2 separate regions of the Mus musculus genome follow, and region 1 is linked to region 2. A link is a contact called in public Micro-C data. All regions are on one chromosome and are shown on one strand. Each heading gives the region's core, a stretch centred on a gene start, on an enhancer-like site or on the middle of the called end of the contact. The rest is flanking DNA. Distances are from core to core; before and after follow the strand shown.

Region 1 (5,610 bases), core at 2,009-4,508, 210 kb before region 2:
CCGATTATTTATATTTTAAACAGTTGAGAAGAAAATGTGTTGAGAAATGTTGCATTAAAGTTTTGTAAAACAAACAAGCAACCAGACAAAGGCCCATAAAGTTGATGGTTTGTTTTCTCTTGGGAAGTAACATAAAACTAAAACATTTGTAAACATTGCCTGGACAGAAACTTTAGGGAATATATTTTAGATAAAGGAAAGAACAAATATATAAATAATAGAAAAAAATCCAAATACTGAATAATACAAATGAGGTTAAATGAATATTGTACACCTGTACTTGGAGTACTATGGAGTCTTACAAGGAATGAAGCATCAGAAAGATGTCCTCTTGTAATTAAGAAAAGCACATATCTATCCTGTTTTCTTGAAGTCTCAGTGTTTGTATATGCACACGTGTTTTTGAGCAAGAAAAATACAGAGAAAACTTGGGAGATACAAACCCAAATGCAACCGTGCTCCCTCCAGAAGTGAATGGACTGGGCTTCTTAGATAGGGAGTCTTTACTTAATACATTTTTTTTTAAAAGGAAGAAAAGACACATTATATGGGAACATGGTGAGTCACTTGGCAAGCACATAGTTAATAAGTTTGCAGGAAGTTTCCAGATTTTTTTTTTTGAGTAATCCTTTGTTAGACTATAAACTAGGTTAGGCTAAGTTGGTGATTTCTGATCTTGCAGTAGCCATGGACTCTGTAGTTTGCATAGGGGCTCAGGTAGAATTCCTGTACGTGGAGATGATGAAAGCAAAGCGCTCGCTGAGAGAGGAGTGAGGGGGTTTCTCTGCCTTCCCTTTTCTTAATCTTCTCACAGCTCCTAGGGCTCTGAACAACACAGTTTGAAATACACTGGTCTCTTCCTGGGATGCCTTTGATTTAGTCCTTCCTGAAGGTCAGAGGAATATACCAGTTCTGTGATTTTAAAATACAGAGAATAAAGAATGCCTAGAGGTAACCCCTGAGTTCCACCTTGTCTTGCAGAAGACATTTGGATAGGAATCACTCACAGCGTGCTAGATGTTTCTGGCTGCACAATAGAGCGAGGGTGGCTTTTGGCTGGCACTCCTTAGCTTTGGAGTCCTCGCCCTTTCACTCTGAAGGTTCAGGCATAGGATCTGCACCCTCTGTATGGCTAGACAACTAGACCTCTTGTTAAGGCAATACCTGTAAGTCCTGTAAACCGTTGCGCCACCTCTCTTAGTTATAACTAGACAAGCAGCTTTTAAAAGTAAAGTTGCTTTGTATTTAGTTTAAGAATATGCCTTTTCCAGATGCAAGCAACTGATCAAAGGACCTGCATTTTCTTCAAGACTTAAATATTTAATAGTGGAATCTGTCAGGAATCATTCTTTTAGGACATGGACACAATCTCATACTCACAGTTTTAGGCAAACACTCGAATTTTCAGATGATCTACTCCATTAGACCATTTCTCGGTGCTACATACATGTTTGACTTGTTATAATTTTTAAAGTTTTGATATATGCATACTAGTGTGTTTAAAATAACTGAAAAAATACTACTATCCACATAAATAAAATTTCTACCTGTCCTTTGGGTGGCTTAATTGCTCTCTCCTCTCTCTTCTTTCTCTCCTTTCTCTCCTCTCTTCTCTCCAGAAAGGGGGTGGGGGGGAGAAAAAACCCCATAATGTCGAGGAAGAAAAAGAAATCTTTTTTCCCCATAAGGTGGCACTGTGGCTCTTTCAGTCTTTCAAACAACCCGTGGACCCAACTGGTATTTCTCTCCTTGTCTTCCTTCCCCCACCGTTTCCAGGTGATCCTCAATCAGCCTCTCATAAAAATGAGAAATAATTTCAAAGGAAACTCGATACTTACAAGTTTGAGGTAACTTGCAAGCAACTTCAATTTCTCTGTTTAGCCTTCTTTACAAGAACCCCCCCATTCCCGGCTTTGCTTTTACAATAAAGTTTTTATAGCAACTTTTGTTATGGTTTATGGCATTTTGTTTATACTCTTTGTGCTCTATATAATATGATGGTGTGCCTAGCAGTCTCTTATGAAGTAACGTACATAAGGAATCCTTGAAATGTTTCAGGAAATAAGCACGAATACCAGCTTTAGATAATCCAGTTTTGTGGTGTTCGAATTTTCTCTTTTCTAGCCAACCTTTATATTTAAGTTGATCCGTGTCTCCTTGTTACCTTTCTATAGGTAAAAATTAAAGAGCATACCTTCATTTATTTTTGAGTAGCATTTATGACATATCCATGTGTGTGTACATTTATATATATTTATATAAAAAGTATTCATTGGCTTACTGTAGGTTGTTTTTTTTTTTAAATGCTCGTATTCGAAAGTAAATGTTTATATAAATTTGCTGTTTTCTGTATCAAAGTTCAGAGCCAGCTGAGTTCCAGTCTGCTGGCAGACCACAGGCCTACACGGATCTCTTAATGGTGGCAGCAGGCGCTGGGGACAAAGCGACAAGGCGGGTCTGGTGGCTCCTGCTCTGGTGCAGAGGTGGTCTCCAGAGCAAGGGGCCTGAGCCTTTAGCCAGCTTGGCACAGTAAGCGGTCATTCTGGCTGCTGCTTGCTGGGTGGCCTGCGGAGCGAAGCCGTGGGTGGGGGGGGGGTGGGGGGGGGCACGACTGAGGAGGGCAGGGTTTTGGTGTAGGAAGAAGCCTGACGAGTCTGTTGGCCATTATAACCATCAGGGGGAGGAAAAGGAGGAAGGAAGGGGGAGGCTAGAGAGACAAAACCAGAGAGTCAGTTATCAACAGTAAAAACCAGGTAATCGACAGGGCAGCGGCTAGCAGTGGAAAGAACGGACGGTGCGGAGGGGAAACCACGCGCCAGAAGCTGCTGGGTCACTGGCGGCCCGCCGCGTGCGGGACTCTGCCACAGTTTCGGAGGGGCTGCCAGGACAGGAGCATTCGCTGGCTGTGGAATTTCTGGGTCACAGAGCACTGGCAGAGGTGGCCCGAAGATTGGCGCCGGTGGGCCGAGCCAGAGTCCGGGAGCGTACCTCCAGCCCAGCGGACTGAGGCTGGGGGCTGCCGGCTGGTGCCCAGCTAACCCCGGATCCCGGGAAGCAGGCGTCCTGCAACAAAGTCTCCAGCTCAGACACTTCCAGGGACCATCCCTGCCAGGGTGCCAGCTGAGACCCGAGCCCAGAGGGGTTTACCAGCCTCACACTAACTCCATAAATATGCACAAGTGCATCAGAGGAGTGTGTGCCTCTCAGGAGGTAAACACAAAGCAATCTCAGGAAAGAACAGTGCCCAGTCTATACCATAAATCGATGCTTTCTTAGTGATAAGCACCCCGTTCAGTGAATAGCTCCTGCCAACCCTCACTGAGTATTTAATGATTATTAATTGTCGAGACACCTTTCACCCGAAAACGGCCTGTCTGAATTGTCTTTCTTCGCCTAGAAGTGCGAATTAAAGTTTCTTTGTTAGGGAGAACAAAGAGAAATCCCAACTATTTTAAGGAGGCTTTAGCATTCGACTTGGCAAACCAGGTTTTTCCCCCCTAGAGATCAACGCTCTTTGACTCGCCCCCTCTCTGTCACAGCCTCGACAGAGTCGTCTGTGGGACTAGGCTGGTGTTCGTGGGCTGGATCCCTTCTACAGATTAGCAATTTAGCGTTAAAAAGTTTAGAAGCCCTTTAATTCAGTCTTGTACTTTGACATGGGAGGTAATTGAGATCTGGAGAAGTTAAGGCCATCTCGCAAATTTGTGCCCAAGCCAGGAAGGGTCGCCAGGTCTGGGCTCCTTGGAGAAGGCACTCGCTGTTCCTTAGTGCCTAAATTTAAGCTCATCTACTCTTGGGAGCCCAGTACAACTTCCCTTCTTCAAAGTTTGTCAAGAAGGGAATAGCTTCCTCCTTTTCATTAGAAAAAAAAAAAAAAAAAGATTTTCTCTTGCTGTCAGCTTCATTCTGACATAGATCAGGAGTGGAAAAGTGTGTGCTATGGAATAGAGTCATTAGTAAATCCATCTCGTTTTTTGTTTCATTTGACAGCAACACATTAAATTAATCCCTGTCCAAAAGAATCACATTAAGGGAGCTGTCAATGCTAATCCCCAGCTCATTGTTGCTACCTAGCTCGGGGTTGACTTTAATAGGTCGCGCTGACATTTGTTTCTTCCAAAAGACAAGAGACATGTCGGTGACTTCATCCAGACCCGAGAACGTTCCCTTCAGAACTTAGAGGCAGCTCAAGTTTTGCAGACCCGGGATTCTTTGGGCTTCTAGCTGTAGGGTTCCAGCTGTTGTTGGAAACCTTGATTCTAATCATTTAGCCCTTTGAGTGAAGATGCTTACAACGATGAAAAGGAGTGTAGAATCTTCTATGAGGAAAACAAAACAAAACAAAACAGCATCCCACTGAAAAAATAAAAATAGGATGTTATTATTATTTGTGTACTTCCCAATTTTAGCTACCCTAATTCTCTAGAAATAGACTTGGTTGTGCAGGAGCTAGAGTTAAGATAAATTAGAAAAAAAAGAAAAAAGAAAAAAGGCTCAGAAGCAGGGCTGAGAAAACTTGAAAAAATATATCAGTTAAGGCTCTGCAGAGGGTTCGGAAAAAGGGAAACATCTTGGCCAGTCTTGGCAGGAATTCAGATAGTGAGAATATAGGCAGCACAGACCTTAGAGAAAATACATTACGCCAATATGAAAACAGCCCTTTAGACGACATTCATAAACTATGACTATAAAATGTCCATGCTCTCTCTCCTCTTGCCCCCACCCCCACACAGGGATGTGGGTTTCCCTGCTTTGTGGGATGACACTTAAGGAGTCCAGAACTCAGGGTTATATATGAGCCTTTGTTTCGGCAACTAAGAAAAAGCAGAGGGCTGATTCAACCTTAAGTCATTTAACCTGTTTTTTAAAATAGGCTTCCCATTTTGAGTTTTATAGATATTTGGAAAGATTTTTCGAGAACAGACTGGGAACTAAAGTCAATGATTAGTGTACAGGTGCTAGAAAAAGCAGTTGCATGTGTAATACTTTTCTTTATTCTAGTTGAACCATGCTTTTTCATATTGCAGGGTGACTTTCCATTTTAAATCATTTTATCATGTACAAACTCACATTTGCCTGATCCCTCATTTCTGGAGAAAAAAAATCTGTATTTTCAAGTTATTGCAGTTGTGCCTCTTTTTATGGTTTTAGGCATTCTAGTTTTACTATATTATTGTATATTATTGTCTTATTATTTCATATTATTATAGTCTCAGTTTCCATTTTTTTCTTGTCAGGGGTCTGGGGCACAGTATCTTTCATTGTATACGTATTAGGTTCAAACTTGAAGAAACTATAATGCAAGACAGATTGACATGAGCAAAGCATGAGTATTTATTTGATATAATCATAAGTGACATAGGAAGTAGAGAGCTGAAGAAAACAGTCTAGTTTGATAGGTTGTTTTGTTTTGTTTTGTTTCTGTTTTATTTTTTTGAGGATGGGTCTCACTTCACAGCTTGTGATTTTTCTGCTCCGGTTCCCCATGTGCTCCTACTATGATCCATTTAATTTGAATTTTTTAAAGATAGGAAGTTCAAGGAAGAGTGTTAATTTGTGGGGAAATATGATAGGACAAATGGAATGTGAGGCAGAGACAATAAACTGGAG
Region 2 (5,551 bases), core at 2,894-5,393:
AATTCACATGGAAGAACATAGCAATAAGTAGAGGGAAAGAACACCCAAGGTGATCATTTAGAAGCTGTTTTCAGGTCAGAATAAAAGAACATGGGATTTGTTTTATTTTATTCTAAACACCATATAATCAAAAGGGTCTCGGGCTCCCTAGGAGCTCCCTGTGTGGGGTTGCTTTATACATTGTTGAAAAAAGCTGGAAAGAATTCTTGCCTTGGATTTCCTTTCTAACCCACAGACTTATTTTCAATTCAAATGAAGAGGTCCCCAGTCAAATAATGTAATTTTAGAAAACTTCCACAGACGCCCTCTTGATCGACTATCACGTACACTTGTAGCCAAGCCTATTCATGATATGAACTATATATATGGCATGTTACCAATTTTGACCACATTCTCCTTATAAGGCAGTTAAATAAGCACGAGTTGCTGATTTGTTCCCCATGGCAGAATAATGGGGACAAGAATGGAAGGGGTTCTGGTGGGGTCATCATGCTATATCTTCTTCCTTTGAAAGGGCTGTCCAATTTCTAGTCCATTGATGCGTTGGCTCTCCATTTCTTTGTTGTAGGTGTCTCAGTACACTGAAAGCCAAAAGCATCCCTAGTTTCTAACCACTGGATAGTAGCTTAATTCCCAGATAGGACAACCACAAATATTTCCAAACCTCCCTGGGTTTGGAAATTGCTTTGGCTAGGCACAACTGCTCTATAATGTGGATTTTCCTGGTGCTATCTGTATTGTGATACTAATTCTGCTTCCTCAAGAGGGACTGCCCCCAACGAGGAGTGGATGACATACTCAGGTGATTGATTCCATGTGAACCTTCTCCCCATGTTAACTGGTCAATAAGGACAGCAGAAGCCAATCGCTGGGTGAAGGATAAGGTGGGATTTCCAGGTCCCAGGAGGAAGAGGAGGAAAGGGGGAGGGAGATAGATTTGGACCAGGCTGTGGAGCAGATAGGAAGCAGCAGACACATAACTCACAGGGATCCATCATTTGTAGCCTCTGCAGGTGGCTGCAGAGGTTAAGGAGGATAGGGCAAGAAATTCTTCGCCCAGCAGGTGTGTTATCTGGTTTTAAAATATGAAGGCTGTCTGGTGTTTTCTATCCTCAGTGACTCAGGTGGGCAGGAGAAAGGGCACAGCTGCAGGACAGTCTTTAGAGGTTTGGCGAAGCTAGCTGTGTGAGCGGGGTGAGACCACCCTCGCTGGCACTAGGCAAGGAGCAAGTGTGCTTTCTAAAATTACATGCAACACGAAAATAATAATTTTGTTTGATATGATCGACCTACTTGAATCCTGAAGTTCAAAAATCTAAGAAACTGTCCTGGTTCTATACTACAGAGACTGAGTATTCACTAATCATCTTGAGGCTTCCAAAGTGACCCTGAGGTTTAACATCAGTGCAATGCATTTCTTACACTGCTACATCTGGTCTGGTCGTCATAGCTCTCTAAAGACACAGGAGCAAGAGGAAAGAAAATAGATGGTAGAGAGATGGATAGTAGGGGAAATGCCTTTAGAGATTGTCTCATGTGCTTATGCCATGGGGGTACAGTCTGTGGGCAGTATATCCAGGAAAGCCTGAAGTCTAAGAATCGTGGATAGTATAGGCTGATGGTAGGGTCCTTTGTCTAAGTCTCAGAATCTGAAGAGACCGTGTTCTGGATACTTCTATGTCAACCTGACACAAGCTGGAGTCATCTGAAAGAGAAGAACCTTAATTGAGAAAATGCCCCCCCCCATAAGATCTAGCTGTAAGGCATTTTCTTAATCAGTGATTTATAGGGGAGGGCACAGCCTTTGGTGGGTGGTACTATCCGTTGGCTGGTAGTCCAGGGTTCTGTAAGAAAGTAGGGTGAACAAAGCTGAGATAGCAAGCCAGTAAGCAGCATGGTCTCTGCATCAGCTCCTGCCTCCAAGTTCCTGCCCTGTTTGAGTTTTTGACCTGACTTCTGTTGATGATGAACAGCAATATGGAAGTGTAAGCCAAATAAACTCCATTTCCCCATTTAACTGGAGCTGGCTTATAGCTTTAGTCCATTATTATTATAGTAGGAAACACAGCTGCATCCAGACAGACATGGTGCCGGAGGAGCTGAGAGTTCTACATCTTCATCCAAAGGAAGCCATGAGCAGACTGTCGTCAGGAAGCTAGGAGGAGGGTCTCAAAGCCCACCCCACAGTGACGCACTTCCTCCAACAAGACCACACCTCCTAATAGTGCCATTCCCTGGGCCAAGCATTTTCAAACCACCATACCCCAACTTGCGTTTTGGTCATAGTGTTTCATTGTAGCAATAGAAACCCCAAGCAAGACTCACCAGAACATAAGGCTGTGATGTTCAAGGACATGTTGTTGTCTGTGGATACCCAACTGGAACAGAGGAAGAGCTCACTGCTTTTTTTTTTTTTTTTTTTTTCCGCTCAGGCAGGTTTTATTAAGACTCTTGAAGGGTGGGGTGCTGTCTGCCCTACGAGGGTGTGGGTATGTTCCTTACTCAGGCTATTGCTTCACATACTAATCTCCAGAAACACCCTCACAGTCTAACCCAGATAATGTCTTATCATCTATCCGGGGGTCCCTTTAGGCTTCCCATTAATGTAAAATTAACCATTGCGCCTGGTTTATTTCATTTCAGGCCAAACACAAACACAGGCCACCTCATAGATTTTCTAGCAAAAAATTGTTTTTGGTTTCATAAATCAAATTCTTTAAATCCAAGTAGTTTATTAGCATTGCTTTGAAATATTTAGTTTATAAATAGGGTGTCACTGCTGATGCTGCTCTGTAATATTTCAAATCAGAATAAAAATCTTATACTTTCTGATGATTCACAAATTGGCTGTATAAATCTGTGCTCACCTGAAGTTATAACTCCAGAATTGAATTTGTGGGCCTGCCAGACAAATCTTAGAGCATGCTCTGATTTACAAGTCTCTCTTTTATTAATGGTAGTTGTAGCCAAACTGGTTTTTAGTACTTTATAAGTCCAAAAATTAATTTCCATATCCTTAAATGAGTTTACAAATCCTAATATAGATTTACAAGTCTTGAAACAGATTTGAAAATCATGCTGGTAAATCCCGAATAAAATAACTTGATTTGCAAACCTGGACTCTGCACCTGGTTTTCTAGGAAGTGATTTATAAGTCAGGAGTTGAATGCACCCTGGCACAGTGGACTGCTCTCTCTCTGGGAAGTTCCTCTCTTCACATACCATTGCTCGGGACTGATTTACAAGGCTGCAACCCCAGGCTGGCAAAGGCTTCTTTGGCTCTGACACACTGGGGCTGGTGAGGGAAAAGGGCCACATCCCTCAGGCTGCCTAAAGCAGCTAAATCAGTAGGAGGACAGCAGGTCATTCATCTTTTTAGTCAGAAATGGAAAGTGCAGGTTCCAGGTTCTCTCTGAGTAAATCCTGAGACAAGGCTAAGGCATAGACAGCGGCTAGCTAGCCAGTGCTAGCCAATGGTGCCATAGCCTCGAGCCTGGATCAGGAGAGAGCGCATTATCCCTCAGATGGGCATCCACCCCCATAACGATGCTTCTATAGTCGTCCTAAGGAAGAGGCGCAGCCAACTAACTGGTGGTAGTTACTCCAGGGAAGGTGGTCAGAGAACAAAAGAGGAGAGCTTATGTCCTCTGTGATCATGTCTTGAACTATTACCATGACTTCCTTACCAATCATAGGCTAATTTCACAACTGAGGGAGCATTAGAGAGGTTTTTCTCAGGACTAGATGGGGCCAGTTTGCGTTTCCCTTACCCTTTTGTGGAGTACCCACAGGCAGCTGCCACCACAGGTCCCCTCGACCACCAGAGCTTTGCTTCACTCTTCAGAGTAGCTCTGGGTGTCTGTAAAACCCCAGAACCTCCCAGAGGATGTATTCTTGCTCGGTCATCCAGTTTCCTTGGACCAGGCAAGGTGGCTGCCCTGATCCAGGTGTGCATGTTAGAGCTGTAAACGGCATGCAGTTTGCTTCCCCCCTGCTTACGTGATACAGTGTTTGCAGCAGGTCTGGCCTATCCACCACCGTACCTTGTCTCTACCACCACCACCACCACCGGACTAGCCTCCTTACTGTGGAGATGTAGCATGCGTCCCAGGTCCTCCTGCCTGGCAGCCACAGCTGCACTTTGCCATTGTGTTCAAAGCCACCTGTGCCTGTCAATCACACACTTCTCTGACTACAAGCTACTATGTTCCCCTCGCTCGTTTCCTGTGTTGATCTTGCTCTGGTGAAGATAATTCCCCTGGATCAATTTGTGCCCTTCAATAACTCTGTCCAGTCTCCTAGAAGACATGAGTTGGCTCAGACACTTACAGTTTCTTTGCTTTGAAAGATGTTCCTGATGGCTATACACTATGGTGCTTTTTCAACTAACTCCAGCAGCTGTTTTTTACCCCCCAGTTAGTTCTATGTCTCCTAGCCTGATATCTTTCACTGTTGATCGGGAAGTGTTCCAGACTTAAATTCACACTCTTTTTTTTGTCCGGGCTCCATTCAGACAAAGTCTGGCGAGCCTCAATTTATTCAAGTGAGGAAATATTTTAGCCTCACTACCTTTTGAACATGGTGATTATAAAACTCAAATGAGATAAAATGGGTCAGAATGTCTTGCACATTTTTAATGCTATCTCCCCATAAGCTCCTAATATCTCCCCACAGCCGAGTCTAAAAATTCAAGAGTGACTAGGTTACTTTGCTCCAAATGACTGTGTTGGTGGCTCAGATAGTAATTACAATTCTGTTACATGATAGAAGAATTTAAATTATGTAAATTTGAAGCAGTATAATATGAAATATTAATAATATCTTATTTTATATGTAAATGTTGGGATAAAAGCAGTTCTCCAAAGTAAAAGAAAAAAATATAGTTGCTGAAAGTCTACCATTACTGGGCGGCTGGGCTGAGTAAGGGTAAGTTGTGTATATGATATTGTTACTGACGGTGCCGCTTTGGAGGGAAAGAGAAAGACACTCACTCTCTGTCAGAAACTGCGAACCGTGCCTTTGCTCCATGTGTTGAAATGTGCTATTTTAAATTCACTTTATTATAATGAAGCAATATAAAGAGCCAATAGAAATGTCATTCAAACTTTCATCAATCCTTGGAGCTGGCAGTAGGGGTATGCAACCTCTCCCTTTCTGCCTTCCAAAGCAGTAACTTTGCAACATAGCTTAGGCTTGATAAAATACCATTTATTTTTTATGTTTTTACTGTGCAATTATTTGGCAGAAAGAACTTGGGGAAACATTGGTAATAATTTGGAACAAACAAAGATAGGACAGCAAATCAGGCTTCCTTTTAGTTCTTCAGTATCATCTTCTAACTGTGAAGGTCAAGCCAGGGGGGCCCTGCTCCACCATCAGCTCCCTGTACCGTGCCTTGAGAACACAGGGAATGCAGTGATATCTGTAGAATAAAAGCCACTGGATCGCTTCGTTCATGGGAGGAAATAGCTTTGTGTTTTATAGGTTGAGGAACGCCACAGGATGCCCTCCTTTGTATGTAGTCTTTTCCCTGCAGTCTTGTTATAAAGAT

The links. Hi-C and Micro-C count contacts between places; a contact is called where the count stands out from the background.
Region 1: a contact with region 2 is called in a Micro-C map of muscle stem cells, with 2.6 times the contacts expected there. The contact joins two enhancer-like sites. A contact is called at or near these places in 3 of 484 Hi-C or Micro-C datasets (embryonic stem cells, muscle stem cells and nephron progenitors).

The regions. Positions count from the first base shown.
Region 1 is chr4:31,935,004-31,940,613 of GRCm38.p6, reverse strand. No RefSeq gene overlaps it. Among named protein-coding and RNA genes, the nearest start is that of Map3k7, 26 kb to the left of the region's middle. Within about 2 kb of position 3,258, at least 80 of the 459 cell types and tissues checked have an H3K27ac peak or open chromatin away from gene starts, as enhancers often do. A contact at or near this core is called in muscle stem cells, where this site is marked.
Region 2 is chr4:31,722,288-31,727,838 of GRCm38.p6, reverse strand. No RefSeq gene overlaps it. Among named protein-coding and RNA genes, the nearest start is that of Gm32412, 110 kb to the left of the region's middle. Within about 2 kb of position 4,143, at least 7 of the 459 cell types and tissues checked have an H3K27ac peak or open chromatin away from gene starts, as enhancers often do. A contact at or near this core is called in muscle stem cells, where this site is marked.